2 separate regions of the Mus musculus genome follow, and region 2 is linked to region 1. A link is a contact called in public Hi-C data. All regions are on one chromosome and are shown on one strand. Each heading gives the region's core, a stretch centred on a gene start, on an enhancer-like site or on the middle of the called end of the contact. The rest is flanking DNA. Distances are from core to core; before and after follow the strand shown.

Region 1 (7,874 bases), core at 1,357-3,856:
CTTTGTAACACATGCAAGCATAGGAAAACTTCATCATTTATTGGCCAGACGAATGCACCAAATACAAGACCCTTTACCAGATACTGAATCTGCTGGCGTCTTGGTCTTGGACTTTCCAGCCTCAGGTGCCACGAGAACTAAACTTCTGATGTTTATAATCCTCCCACCTTGCAGAATTTTGGCACAGCAGCTAAGATGGACTAGGACATTTGTATAATGGGAAATTTTCCAGCTTGAAAGCTCCCTTTAAATTCTATAACCTACACTTACTCAATCACAGATTCCGGATTTATTTTCATTAGCGGTAATGATAGGAACAATTTAGCGGTATATATCTTCTTCTGAGTTTAAACTGTTCTCTGTGAATGATTTCTTTAATATTCGAACATTGCTGAACTCTATCACTGGTTACAAGAAAATTGCATGTGGTTGAATTTAAAGTTCTGATGAGACCCTGGGGAAATGGTTCGGTCGGTAAAGTTCTTGTCTTTTAAGTGCAAAGACTAGAGTTCAACCATCATACACACTTTAAAAAGAGCTGGGTGTGGTGGTGCAAGCTCGTTATCCCGGTGCTGACAAGGCAGAGGTAAGCGGGCTCACAAGCTATCTGATCTACCCTACAAGGCAAGCTCCAAGCCAAGCAAAACCCAAATGAAACAACAGGGCATCTAGACATTTTATCAGGAGAAGGGACTCATGAGGCCTCAGCCCGAGATAAAGAACTAAGCAGCTTGGCAATGCAGAGAGCAGGAGAAACAGTCTGACCCAGGGAAGAGCACATTGACTGGTTACCCAGTACCAAATGGACAGCCCTGAAAGCATATGCATACAAGTAACATTATGCCAGCTGAGCAGTATGCACACACACACACACACACAAACACAGACACACACACACACACCAATTAAAGAAAAAGAGGCCATGGATTTGAGGTCGAGTGAATGGGGTCACACGGGAGAGTCTGAAGGGAAGTAAGGGAAGCAGGAAATGATGTAATTGAATTATAATCTCAAAAATAAAGGACAACGTTTTTTTTTAAAAAATCAAGATGAATGGAGTCTGAAGTTCACACAGATTGCCCTCTGTTCACAGTCACACAACGGACTCTGAATTCTTTAAAGTTAGTGATTTGGTTAAACTCTTTGATTATTTCATTATAAGCTATTAGCACAATCGAAAGTAAATGTCAGGGCTAGGGAACAAAATCCCAGAGATTAATAGTCTAACGTTCTTGATTTGGCAAAGAACGAGTCTTCCACACTCTGTGAGGGAGATTGCATCTCCACCAGCCACTCACTATACACACACACACACTCATACACAGACACACACATTCACACACACACAAACATACTCTCACACACACACACTCACAGAGACACACACATTCACACACACAAACATACTCTCTCTCACAACACACATACTCACACACACACATACACACACACACACACACACACACACACACACACACACACACATACACCTCGATGGAGCTGTGTCTTTCTTCTTACACTAACGGTTTCCAAAGAACCAAGCAGCTTTCTTTTACGTAAGCAACCATTAGCAATTACCATTGCTGCACAAAAGTAAAGGTTTTAAAGGCAACTCTTTAGATTTCAACTTCTATTTATAAAACGCATTTGCATGTACGTGTGAAGTTTTAGCGCTTTGTGTGGGTACGAAGAGCGAATGAGGGGCTGGGAAAATGACTCAGTCAGTAGAGCACTCGCTGTACAATCATAAAACTGTGAGCCTGGATGCCAGGAACCTACTTTCGAGACCCAGCAAGTACCTTGAGTCTCTTATCCCATTATTGCTGCAGGAGGATCCCTGGAGCTCACTGGCCAGACATTCTAGCCAATCAGTAATCTCCAGGCTCAGTAATCGCCAGACATTCTAGCCAATCAGTAATCTCCAGGCTCAGTAATCTCCAGACATTCTAGCCAATCAGTAATCTCCAGGCTCAGTAAGAACCTATCTCAGAAAATTAAGGTTGAAGAGCAACTGAGGAAGACACCCTATGCCAACCTCCAACCTATACATACATGTGCACATACGCGTATGTACAGAACACACACATGTAAAAGATTATTAAATGAAAACACGTGTCAAGGGGTAAGCATATTGCCTTGTAATAACAGGTAATAATGTAGCTTCCAGGATTATTCCCGAGTCGTTCCCATTTTTTGCTCTATTTGAATTCACTTTAGCCAGTTTCAAACATTGGCTTAAACGAAGCAGTCTCTCATCTAGACTGGGGACAAAGAAGGGAAGCTTAAAGTGGGGTAGTCCCAGAGGAGTGGCCTCAACGTACAGGCCTGTTTCTCAGGCCATTCCACTCACAGGTGTCTAGCAAGTGTCAATGACTGTTTTTTGACAGCGATGACCACTGAGAAAGATAAGGCTCTCCACACACGTGTTAGTGACTGTCATGGTTCCTCATATAATCCTTACACATAGGCCACACAGGCAGCAGATGGGATTTCCTACCTGCATGTAGTAAACTTGTTTGGAGAGACTCACATTTACTGTAGCTGAAGAAAACAATGAAGGGTAGAGCTTTAAGAACCTCCATTGTTTCAGATGAAGTTCCGCCGTTTGAGAGGAATGATGGTGTTTATATTCTTTTCCAGCAATTATCATTAACCGTTAGCTTTTCTAGTGAATATTAGTTTTTCTTAAGGCTCCCATGGACTGTCATGAAACCGGACAAACTCAGGACAGTGAAGAAATGTCCGTGTTTGTTAATGAATACAGGAATTTAAAGCAGATCATGTCGACCTATGATATGTTTGAGATTGCAACACACAGGCCTCGTGCTAGCAAACGATGCACCTGTTTGGTAAATGCCAGTCTACAGTATCTCGTTTCATAGAAATGCCTGTTTACATGTGCAAAGTTCTAAAGAGGCAAAGAGAAAGCAAACATGAACTGCCTTTGACTGGGCAAGTGGACTGGACTCAGGTGTCAATGCCAACACTGGCATTGCCAAGACCCTGGAGAGGGGAGAGGTGGAGGGCACAGCCAAGCCAGCAAACACAAAGGACTCCTATCCCTGAGTGCTGGTTGTCAATCAGGACCATCATGTGACTTTCACTCACACACGTCACCACTGCCTAAATGGAAAATTAAGACCAATTCTTTTTTTTTCCTTGAAAATCTCAAATAAAAAGTTTAATTTTAGAATCCAAGCTCATCATTTATATAAATACACTAAAGCATAGTCCTTGCAAACTCAGAAATTCAAAAAAAAACATTTTTTTTCTAAAAGGTCAGAGGCAAATGAGTGATTTGTTTCACCCATATTTAATTGATTTGAAATGAGGAAATGAAAAACCTTTTAGAGTTATAAGCAGAAACTTTAGAGTCCGGTAAAGAATCTGATAGCTGATACTTCATGTTGATATCTTTGGGATTCTATAAAGTCCCAATGATGGTTGGGGCTTCCCTATCATAGGAAAAACAAATCAAAATGCCTAAGGCTTTTCTCATGACTGCAATAAACAAGCACTTTCCCTGTCAACAGGCGACCCCTTCAAAGTAGAATCTGAGCTATATCTGGTCAAACTGTGAGGGGTCAGTGCGTACTTCTTATGAGATGGCTTTATTGTATAGAGACACAAAAGTAAATCAGAGGCATGGAGGTTTGATCAACAGGCCATCTGTTGTCAACGTGTCATACCATGCACTGGCGAAGTCCTAAGCATGATGCTAAGACCCAGATCCAATTTCAAGGAGCTCATGAAAAACGGGGTATCTCTGAGTTAACTGGCCGTGGAAAACCTGAATGCATCATCTGACGCGGGAACCTTCTCATGACCCACACTCCGTGATATGCCCAAGTTCAGTTTTGCTTTCAGATGCCTGGTTCTGTAACGTGCACAGCTTCCAGAATATTCTCTCTTCGGCATACTGTGGAGCCTGTGGTTAAGAACTGTTCAGTCAGGATGGCTTAGCCGCCACCGCCTATTTGCAGGTTTCGTTTATCAGACACAGAAACTGTTTTGTTGCAATTGAAATATTTAATTAAAATACAGCACCTGATTTGTGGTTTTTACACAACTGAATAAAAAAAAACCCTACACAATAAAGTTGTTTATATCTTCCTTCCATTCTAGTAAAACAGATTGCTATCCCCTCTTAAAACAAAACAAAACTTTATAGTTTTATACCTGATCATCCTATTCCAATAATTGCCAAGAGTTTGTTTCTAGTGGTCTTCTGGCCCAAAGGAGGAGTAAGGCCCATGTGGATATTACAGTGAGAACTTGCAGGTAGCCCCAGATGCTTGCTCTGGTGTCCTGCATGGCCCCGCCAGGCAGTGTCGGCTCTGGTACAACAGCACTGAAGCACATTTCCAGTCTGGTGGCTCCATCTCTGAGTTCCATACTGAAAGCCTACTAAGGGGAGATTTACGTTTAAAAAGATGAGCTTTTCAAAATGCTCCATCATGAGCCTGGGTTGGCCAAAGCTGCCAGAATCCATGGGTATGCTCAGCAGCTTTTCTGAGGGGACTGTACTTGGGGGACAGCCCAGAAATCGGACTGCTAAGGTAGACAGCCCAGGTCAAGATGACTACTTCAGCTTCCAGTAGGTAAGTGGGTCACAGCTGTGTTCCAGCATCTCTTCCTCCAAAGATGCAAGCACCATGTTTTCAGATAGCTTCTCTCTCTCTGATCTCTCTATTGGTGCAAGTGACCACAGGCTCTTCTCTGTGCCAGTGTCTTTAAGTGGAGACCCTGAGTCACAGCCGTTGGAGGTGGCCGTGTCCTCTGAGGTAGAATTCAGTATTTCTAGTTCCCTGATGAAGTCTTGCCTGTAGTGCTCTGCCTCTTCCTCTGTGAACAAGGAAGCTTTGTAGTGAGGGTCCAGCAGTGTGGCAAAGATGTGCCTGGGATCATGGAGGGTAGCAGACAGGCAGCTTGCCATGGCTTCCTTCAGGGACTTAAGCATGGTGTCCATGCAAGTGAACAGGTAACCCATGAGAGAAGAGTAAGTGTTGGCCACCAGAACATTGGAAACAGGAGGCTGCTGGTTATGACTTAAGCGTTTCCCACCCCCAGTTCCCTCATTTCTAAAGGGTGACTTTGGTTAAATGAAAAGGTAGTTTCCTTGGAGAAAGTCTCTCTGGGAAAGCAAGCTACTCTTAGGAGTAGGCTGTAAGCCCAGCAGTACGTGGCCAACATAAAATGAACTCAATGACATCTTTGGAAGGTTTTTATCTCATAACATCATATTTAAACCTTTTAAATTTTATATTATTCTTATTTTATTTGTGAATATTTTTTTCTCTTTTTACCCTACAGGTACTTTAGGTATATATGATGGCTTCAAGTTTAGTAGTTTTAATGGAATTTCTAGGTGTGTAAACTAGTAGGTCTTTTTGGGGGCCTTTTTTTCGGGGGGACTCTTTTTCTTTGCTTTGCTTTTGTTCTATTATCCTATGTTAGTTTTTATCTTTTTTTTCTTTTCTTTTATTATTATCCTTTAGAAGCCCCTTTCCCCCCCTACTGAGAGACAGAAAGGAAGTGGCTCCAGAGGAGGAGGTGGGGGGAAACAGGGAGAAGTAGAGTGAGGGAAAACTATGACCAGGGTATATTCTGAGAGAGAAAAAAAATCTATGTTCAATAAAAATAAAAGAGTTTCAAAGGAGTACAGTCTATTAGCTGATTCTGCTACCCACAGGCTCCCTCCTCTGGCTTCCTGAAGAGGAACCTGCCCATGTGGATGCACACACACTTGTCTCAAGGGAGAGAAACAGAACCTGACTGGTTTTCACTTAGATCTGGGCTACACCAGTTTCAGAATATGAATGACCATGTGAAATAGAAAGCCATGGTTAACAAGGGAAAGGTACCTTGACCTTTGACCAGTTGTCACCATCTTTTGGGGCCTTCTGAATGTTCTTAATGTTCATTGTCTCCTTTTTATTTATTTGACTGGTTGGTTGGTTTCAATTTTGGCTTTTGAAGCAGTAACTTTTTGAAACATAGTACACTGACTATATATCCACCACAGCCTCCCAAGTACTGGGATGATAGGTATGCAGCATCATTCCAAGCTAGGTAGGTCTCCTGAGGTGCACCCTCAGCAGCATTCCCTTGAGATCTTATTCTACAGCTCCTGAGTTGGCCAGAAAATGAGCTGTTACACTTGTGCCAATGCCCTGAATAAAAGTACCAGACTGTCAGCAAGCACTTGTTGGCATCCCCAATAGTGTCTGAGTTTGGTGACTGTATATGGGATGGAGCCCCAGGAGGGGCAATCTCTGGATGGCCTTTCCTTCCATTTCTGCTCCACATTTTGTCTCAAATATCTTCTCCCATGGGTATTTTGTTCCCCCTTCTAAGAAGGACAAAAGCACCCACACGTTGGTCTTCCTTCTTCTTGAGCTTCATATGGTCTGTGAATTATATCTTGGGTATTCAGAGCTTCTGGGCTAATATCCACTTATCAGTGAGTGCGTATCATGTGTGTTCTTTTGTGATTGGGTTACCTCACTTAGGATGATATTTTCTAGTTCCACCATTTGCCTAAGGATTTCATAAATTCAGGAGGGGATAGGGGGTTTTCAGAGGGGAAACCAGGAAAGGGGATAACATTTGAAATGTAAATAAAGAAAATATCTAATAGAAAAATATACAAGACTGCCACCCCATGCAGACGTCACCAACTAATTCTGTGCTCTGCCCCTCAGCTCAGCCTTAGATTTACTCATAGTGCAGCCACATCAATAGATTGGGGGGAAGGGACCAGGACTAAACTAATCCTGCCTTTTAAAAAACACCCAAATTTTAGTCTCCAGAGGAGTTCTCCTCTCATAGATATTTGAATATTATAAGAGATTTTTGTAAACACAAGAAGAATCTATGTGTTTAATCAATGGCTAACGGTAGAATTCAGTCAACAAGAAATACAGGTGGTGAGGATTTTTTAAACAGTGGCCAATGAATGGGATTTGTGATGTCATTCATTCTGTATAATTTTCTATGAAACCAACCACTTAAAAAACACTTTTATGCTGGCCTCTGAGATTAAGAAAAAGAAAGGCACCCAAATATAAAACAAACTAATGATTTGGGATTTTGTTTGCTTGCTCACTGGAGACAGGGACTCAGGCTATCTAACAGGCTGTCTTGAGACTCAATCTTCTTGCCTCAGACCCTGAATGAGTGCTGGCATTGTAGGCATCTCTACCATGCCCACCAGTCACAACTTCTCAATAAATACTGTCTTCACAGCAAATGGGACCACCTAATTCTTGCTCACATTGTAGAGACAAAGTTCAAAAGGACAAAGACCAGGGCTGGATGCCATAACACCACTGCCCATTCCTGGTGAGCATGATTCACTGTGATGTACTTACAAGCTGTACAGGGCTTGTGCATCAAGCCCAAGTGTGCTCTACTCATTGATACAAGTCCTATGTGACACATACACAGTAAACTTGAAGCTCACTCACTCCAAATCCTCTGTCTGTCCTCCGAGCAAAGGGAAACTACAGTTCTAGAATAAACCACTTCCTACCTCCTCTGGTCAGGTGATTTTTTTAGTGTGTCCTCTGGCATGGCAGTGCACTCCATTGGTGTGGCAACATCCTTTGTGACCACAGTCTGCAAGGTGGCTGCAGCTTCCAGAGCTCGAGTTTTATATGTGCTGCCCACAGCAGAGTCTTGAGCTCAAAGCAATTCAAATATTAGGTGTAGGGTCAGACTAGCCAATCGTGTCTGCTCCACTCCTGTTCATAATTGTTTAAATAAACCATTTCATCATGGCATTAATAAATAATCAAAGAACAAAAAAGCTTTATGAATGCATTTATAAATTCAGTGCTATAATCCAGAGGCCAATGTACTTGGCAAGCTAA
Region 2 (7,874 bases), core at 2,188-4,687, 310 kb before region 1:
TGAGCAGGGCCTCGTAGGCTGGGAAGAATGGAACTTGCTCTTTACCCGTATGAGGGAACACAGGGGGAATGAGAAAAGGGATTCTCAGAAAGTAGGCAGTTTCTCTTTCAGGATACTAGTAGATGTATGGGTTCTATCACACCCAGAAGTGAAAGGTCCACCTCAGGGGTTCTCAACTTGTGAGTTATGACCCTTTCGGGGGACCAAACAACCCTTTCACAGTAATCGCCTACAACCATTAGAAAACACATACTTATATCACTATTCATAGCAGTAGCAAAATTACAGTTATGAAGTAGCAATGTAAATAATTTTATGGTTGGTGTCACTACAACACGGGGAACTGTATTTAGAGTCATAGCATTAAGACTGAGAACCACTGGTCTATACCATATAGAGGGAGCAGTATGAACAAAGATTCATAAGCAACAAAGTGCAAGGCTAAAGTTGAAGGAGGAGGATGAGAGAAGAGTTCCATAGAAGATTCTGGAAAAGGTAGACGTGAAAAGGTAGGGAAAATGAAATGTTATGAGGTTCAGGAGCATCAGCTGGATCCTGAGGTTCTGGCACGCGAGCATGTCCTCAAGGTTAAAGTCAGGGGAAGGCACGGTGAGGTTTACATTCACCAGTTTCACTTGACAGGAAAGGATAGATAATGGAGAAACCGGGGGAGGTTAGATTCATTACAGGATTTCTAACTGATAGGACCAATGGTGAGGTGGGGGCTTGGCTTAGCACAATGGGGCAAGAAGGAGAAATGTTTCACTTAAACACAGAAACATAAAGCAGCTAAGCCAAAGGCTAATCAGAATAAGGCAACTACTTATCCATATCTCAGGCCATATGTCATGTCTCCTTACCATACCATACCATACCATACCATACCATACCATACCATACCAGGCAATGTATGTTAGAATACTTATCAGATTCAAGCACAGCTAGAATTAATGATGTGACACTCATGGAGTAGAACTACCAACTGATGTTAAGAAGTTGAGATGAGCAGGGTATAAAATTATACCTACAGTGGAATCCAAATTGTACAGCATACACACAGCATAAGAAATGAAAAGATGATACCCACACCTGGTTTCTGGGTATCAAGATGATAAGCAGTTACTGTTTTGTTTTGTTTTTCCCTATTAATGGATCATGCCTACAGTGAAAAGCTACAGAAATAGGGGTTAAGAAGAAAAGATAGATGGGAGCAAGGGAAAAAGGAAAGGTTGTATAAGGGAAGGATAGAAAGGACAAAAGGGAGAGATGTTCAGAACTTGCACTGGATGGTGTACAGGAGACAGAGACAATATTCTTATAGGGCCCCTCCTGGAGACCATGGCACTAGGCTTGCCATCATAGTAGTGTAGGGAAAGGCTCCATGACACACGGGCTGAGGGATGAGTAAGTCGTCACCTTCTTCTGACTATCCTTTGGCTTAGCTGCTGATGTGACCAGAGGGAGGATGTGATTGTTAGAGAAGCAACAGGATTCAAGTCAGTTTTCTTGGTCAGAGGTTATCAGGCTTAAAGTCAAGCCTGTGACTAACAGGCTCTACCCAGCTCATCTCTTGTTTCTGATTTCCTAATTAAGCATTTGCATACATACATACATGTGTGTTTGTCTGTCTGTCTGTGTGTGTGTGTGTGTGTGTGTGTGTGTGTGTGTGTGTGTGTGTAGATATATTTGATGGATGGGACAAAAGCCCCATGAACAGGTTTTATTGAGCACATAAAGAACTCTATTAATTCTGGTTGAAAAATAAGCTCCAATCTTTAATGCTCAGAGAAAGAAAAAGCTTTCCTCCTATTTTGCTGAAAGTAAGACATGAAGGTTTACAGACCTCTAGTTGCAGCTTTTATACTATAGAGGGTCAAAATTACTTGCCTAAGTCCAGGAATTCTATAGAATCATTATTAGGAATTACTAAATTACCAATTCGTCTACATAGCATTACTACAAGAGAGTACATCTTCATTGATCTGCAGAAAATCTGCCAAATAGGGTGGGCTAATTCCCAGGAATTGTGATACTATTTAATAATGACATACAACAGGGTAAACTATCTCCAGAAAGTTACTTGTTTTCCTTAGGATGGATGGATAGATAGATAGATAGATAGATAGATAGATAGATAGATAGATAGATAGATGATAGACAGACAGACACATAGATGCTGAGATTGATGTAGACTTTCTCAACCTCAAAGCTCTCCCCTAGTGACACATCTCCAATAAGGCCGTACCTCCTAATCCTTCCAAAATATCCTTCTACCAACTGGAAACCAAACAGTCCAATATATGAGTTGTGGGGATGAGAGCATTCTTATTCAGATCACCACAGAATATCACCATAAGCCAAATGTTGATTTGGTTAATGTTCTAAACCACAGAAGCCAAGAGCAAATTAGAACACTGACTATTAGCCAAAGGAATTAGATATTACCTGGGCAGCTCAAATGACTTTCCAAGTCAAATATTTAGGGCCATCTTTTAACCAAAATTTGGATTAATCAAAAAGAAACAGTGCCCATATAAGAGGTAGAGACTTGAGAGATTGATGTCCAGAAAAAAAGGGCCCCTGAGAACACAGGCAGAACACAGCTGGCTCCCAGTAAATCAAGAAGAGAGCTTTTGGAGAGAACTAATATCTGTCCCCCCACCCTGCCTGGCTCCCCATCTAATTCATGGTCTCCAGAACTGTGAGAAATAAGTTCTGATGGTTAAGCTGACAAGCCTATGTTATTTATATGGCATGCCCAACAAACTAACAGATCCACCAATTCTTTTTTACATGACATAAAGTTACTTCTATATTCTATTTGTTGAGAGGAAATCACTGTGACTCTTCACAGCTAAAACAATGTGCAATCACGGAGAAACACCAGACAATTCAGATTAAGGAACTTTTTGAGAATAATGAAAACTAACCAGGCACATCAGTTAAATCTAATATGCAATGCTGTAAACTGGATCCTGAGACAGTCCTGTCTGTCTGTCTGTCTGTTGGTCAGTCTATCCATCAATTCCTGTACATAAATTATAGTTTAGGGATACTTATCATGGTTTTAATAAATTATGTGGTCCAGTAATGCTTTTATGTAACCATTATTTTTTCTAGTTTTAATAGTAGAACTTCCTTGTTCCTAGGAAGCATTGGAATGCACAGATAGGATGTAATTTGTAATTCCTGATACCACTTTTAAACATTTTCTATGCATTTAGAATATTTTCAAAATATAAGTATCATTAAAATTAGGAACACGAATAAAATCAATCAAATTGAGGGGTGTGTGTCTTGCAAAATATCAAGTTAAACTTTAAACCCAGTGAAGACTGGTTAGGAGACAGAGAGTTTTCTCTGTCTGGGACGACTCGGGTGCAGGTACAAGGTGCAAGGTGCATTGGATTCTGTATCATTTCCAGTAACTCCATGCAAGGATGAAGGCACACCCGGAGCTGTGTGGCAATAGTATGAAAGGCCTCAGCAGCACAGCAGCTCAGGTCTCTATCTGTGATCACACGTGTGAGTGGGTTAAACTCAGCTTCCCTGCACTGTTGACCCACTGTTCTCTCGGCCGTTTCTCTGTCTAGCACTGAGTGAAGGTTGACACATCTTTGATCAACAGAGCTTTCATTGCCTGTGATGCACAGACAGTAAGGGTATCTACACTGATGTCTGAGTTTTACAATATGCTCTCTGTGTGTGTTAAATTAATGCCAGCAGAAATGGCAATGCCTTCCGAGGGGTTTTGATACATAGACCTTTGTGAGACTATGTACCACAATCAATATTTATGCTTTATAGGATGTTAACTACCTTAACTTTTTTTTCTGTTTTAGAAAAATATTTTGTAGACTCTAAAATTTCCATCTGTTTTGATTGGGGAAAGATAACTCTTTAGCTCATTCTAAACATCCATTTTCTCCTTCTGATTTTATAAGAAAGCAAAATATTCTCACAGGCCTCTAACATTAACGCTAGGTCTATACCTACAATAATTGGTCTAAATACATAGGTCAGGTTTGATTTGCATTTAGTTGTTACGTTATGTAGGTTCTATCTAAATAAAATGCAAAAATTGATTGATTTAGACATTTAGTCACTAAATGTGTTCTGTAAAGTCTATTATTTCATATTTTAATTGAATTTAAAAGCCTATTTTTTACAACATATATAGGGTTGTGCTTAAGGTCCCACTGGGGATCTTTCTTCCTTATTAACATTGACCACATAGGCTGTTTTTGTGCAGTGTTCTGTTGACAAACACCTAGAGAATACTCATTCCCTGTCCATTTTGAAGATTTTTTAGTCACTAGCCATCCTGAGGTCTCTGCCTACCATAGCAGTGTGTGCCTAGCATCAGGAGGTTTGTGTGTGTGTGTGTGTGTGTGTGTGTGTGTGTGTGTGTTTCCTACTTTTTTCTTTTATCACCATCATACTTTAAAAAGTAAAAGTCACCTCTGGAGATAGTCAAGGTTTTTGCTGATGTTTTCTGAATATAAGTTTTAAACTTACATTTAAACTCTTTAGTGGAAGAGTGATTGCCTAGCACACATATAGCCTTGGGTTCAACGGCTTATACTTCAAGGAAGCAACACCCTCACAAAGTTATCTTCTTACCTAAGGTTAATTTCTCTGTTTGTAAACTTAGAATTTACTTCCTGAAATAGCATTATCATAGAAGATACTGTTAAATCAAAGAAAAAGGGAAAGTACCATGTAGAAAATGAATGTGAATTTACTATCTATCTATCAATCATATACCATGGAAATTAAATATGAATTTAATATCTATCTATCTATCATTTGTCATCGATCATCTATGCTTAGTTAAGCTTTTGCTATGATGTCCAGGCTGGTCTAGAACTCTCAGTCTTTTTACCTCAGTCTCCAAAGTAGCTAGGACTACAGTGATGTGCCATCATATCCAACTGCTGTTTTTATAGAGAGAATAATTCAAAACAGTCTATGAGAAAGGAAATTAGTTTCAAAGATTGACTTAAAAGTAGTTTTTTTTATTTGTGACCAAGCATTTCTTAAAATTAAATTTTCCAGAGTCCTCATAGTCATCAGATTTAACTTATGGAGTACCAAGTAGGATGGTGTCCATTGATAAAATTAGCCTCAAATTTAGTCTTTTCAGGTCTTCCATTGTGTCAAATATTATTCAATACCAGCTCACAGGGACACGTTATTATACCCTTTTGTATCTCATCCTGATTAAGAGATAGGAATGACTTACAGTAGATTTCACTGTAATAATTTTTTCTTTTAACATCATATAAACACTTTCAAAATGCTTAATGACTTTGCTTCTACTCTACAACTGTGAACTGGCTTGGTGCCACCTATACTGTGGTAGACAGAACAGCAAGAGAGAAGTTCTGGGCTATGAAGTTTAATGTGGTACTAACATCTGTTTACTCTTGGCTACAGTGTTACCAGTCCTGCTTTTTCTGTATTCCAGAGTAGTGTTTGCACTTATTTTACAAGAGGCAACTTCTAAAGCACACTGTGGTGGGGAGCTCGGTGGTCAGACACTTCAGGAAACTCATACAAGAAGAGGGACAGGCTTTCCAGAACTGAAGCTACTCTGCTTGCGTGCCAGCTAGCCTTCACAATCTGGTGCAGCTATTCCGGGAATTTCTTTCCATGTATCTCGATTCAAGGGTCTTTGAGAATGTAAATGGAGTGCCCAAGGCTCCATAGTTGTGAGAAAATCCTCTTGAGATCCGTTGATAGGTGCTTTAGAAGACTGATTTCTACAGCAAACTGCTATTTGAGAAGACAAAAGTAATTTATATCTATAAACTTTCTTTTTGTTGTATGAAGGAACACATAGCTGTAAAGTCCATGAACCACAATAATGACCAGTATGGCAAGATACAAGGGTGGGATAATGGCGCTTATAACTTGGGGACCCTCAATAGCTATCTAATCAGACTAACAGCCTACTCAGTAGGAGGAAATTAATGTGTGGCACTGTCACCTACTTGTGGCTGATAAGTTACAGTCCCTAGACGAGAATCCAATATTACCAGTTTCTTAAACCAGTATAATTACCAATTGCATTCTAAAAACCTGTTCTTAAACACACAGGCAAGCATAGCTTAACTCTTATTAAGGAAGCTTCTTTTTCACAGTGGACAAGAGACCACTACAAAATTCACAGCTTTCAGCAAAATCTTGCTAGTGTATGCAATGGTGTCTGTGTTTGGCGGCTAATTATGGGATGGATCCCCGGATATGGTAGTCTCTATATGGTCCATCCTTTTGTCTCAGCTCCAAACTTTGTCTCTGTAACTCCTTCCATGGGTGTTTTGTTCCCAGTTCTAAGAAGGGGCAAAGTGTCCACACTTTGGTCTTTGTTCTTCTTGAGTTTCATGAGCTTTGTATCTTGTATCTTGGGTATTCTAGGTTTCTGGGCTAATATCCACTTATCAGGGAGTGGGAGGGAGGGTATGGGGGACTTTTGGGATAGCATTGGAAATGTAAATGAGGAAAATACCTAATAAAAAATATTTTAAAAATTCACAGCTTGTCAATCCATACAGAACAAATGACCATGGGGTGCCTAATCGTAACTGATAGATCTCTTAATACAACCACTATATACCCGAGGCTAAGGTAGCACCGTGGAAGAGGGGGCAGAAAAAATGCAAAGCTGAGGACCAGGAAGTCTGCTGTGAGACTGTGTCTTCTATAGATGACAGGGAAGCTGCACCCAGGAAATTTCAGCAATGTGGTCTCCTAAACAAGATCTGCAAGACGACAAGACCAGTTGTCATAGTAACATGAATGGGTTAAATCCCACAGGGCCCCACCTCTGTAGTTGACTTTTTATTACCACTTTATAAAGCTATGAAACAGGTTATAAGCCCATTACCTACTGATTTGAAGCCAAAACAGCATTAATAATGCATTAAATTTATATGAGCACTAACCACAAAAGCCACACAGAAGCACAAAAGAAAGGCAGACTGATTCTAATCAAAGTGTTTGGCTCTAGATACTCTGCATTAATTATCATCCCACCTTCATGGCTCCTGAGGTAAGTTTGGTTAAATCATTTGAAAGGTAACATGGATACTATGAGGTCGGGCCAGAATGTCAATTGTGTTAGAGATTTTGATGACCTCGGGTCCATTGGCCTTAAAAAGCTTGCTGTCTAAGACCACTGATGATGCATCCTGTTGATATTTGAGACAGTTTCATGAGATTTCAGTTATGGTTTACCAGGGGTAAAAAATTTTGACCATGTGACACTTTCTACTGACAAATGGACGTATCTTTTCAGATTTGCCTCTGTTTCATTGTTGTTACATACTCCAACCAAAACAGCCATGAAGCCCATGTGAAGCCGAATCCCCACCCTGAGACGTGGTCTTCCTGTTATCTGTTTCTCCCAGACAGTTTATCGTCTAGCAGAGATGAAGAGAACTGAATTACTAGCCATTTCCAGAAGCCTGGAGTAACATTTTTCTTCAAGCGTGCTTTTTGTTCTCTGTCTTCCATGCCCTCGTAGTAATTGAGGCTGGACCCAGGGTTCATACAGGCTAAGCAAGAGCTGGGACATCCTCAGCTCCATAACTGTGCTTTGTCCTTGCAGAGCTGAGGGTTGAATCTATGACCTTGTGCTTTGTAAACAAGCACTCTACCATGTAGCTAAATCCACAACCCTTGCCTTTTACGTCCATGGGCCAGGAAAGTGAAAGTTCCTCTCTAAGGAAGTACCACACAAACTATACACTACAATGAAGTACAAGCAAAAGCTCCAAATATGAAATCTATAGACTTCTCTTTCCAGCAAGTGGAACAAGTTTGACTTTTGAAAATAGCTTTAAAAGCTATTACATTTGATGATATTTAAA

What was found. A called contact is a pair of places that touch in the nucleus more often than the background predicts.
Region 2: a contact with region 1 is called in a Hi-C map of liver, with 2.4 times the contacts expected there. The contact joins the enhancer-like site here to the promoter of Albfm1 in region 1. A contact is called at or near these places in 3 of 39 promoter capture datasets (cranial neural crest and liver) and 2 of 484 Hi-C or Micro-C datasets (both in liver).

Annotation. Positions count from the first base shown.
Region 1 is chr5:90,555,941-90,563,814 of GRCm38.p6, reverse strand. Albfm1 (albumin superfamily member 1) reads right to left here and starts at 2,606. Exons shown (of 14, transcript NM_001252661.1): 1 at 2,498-2,606. The coding sequence starts at 2,582. It also overlaps the pseudogene Gm2602.
Region 2 is chr5:90,868,139-90,876,012 of GRCm38.p6, reverse strand. No RefSeq gene overlaps it. Among named protein-coding and RNA genes, the nearest start is that of Cxcl1, 19 kb to the left of the region's middle. Within about 2 kb of position 3,437, at least 8 of the 459 cell types and tissues checked have an H3K27ac peak or open chromatin away from gene starts, as enhancers often do. A contact at or near this core is called in liver, where this site is marked.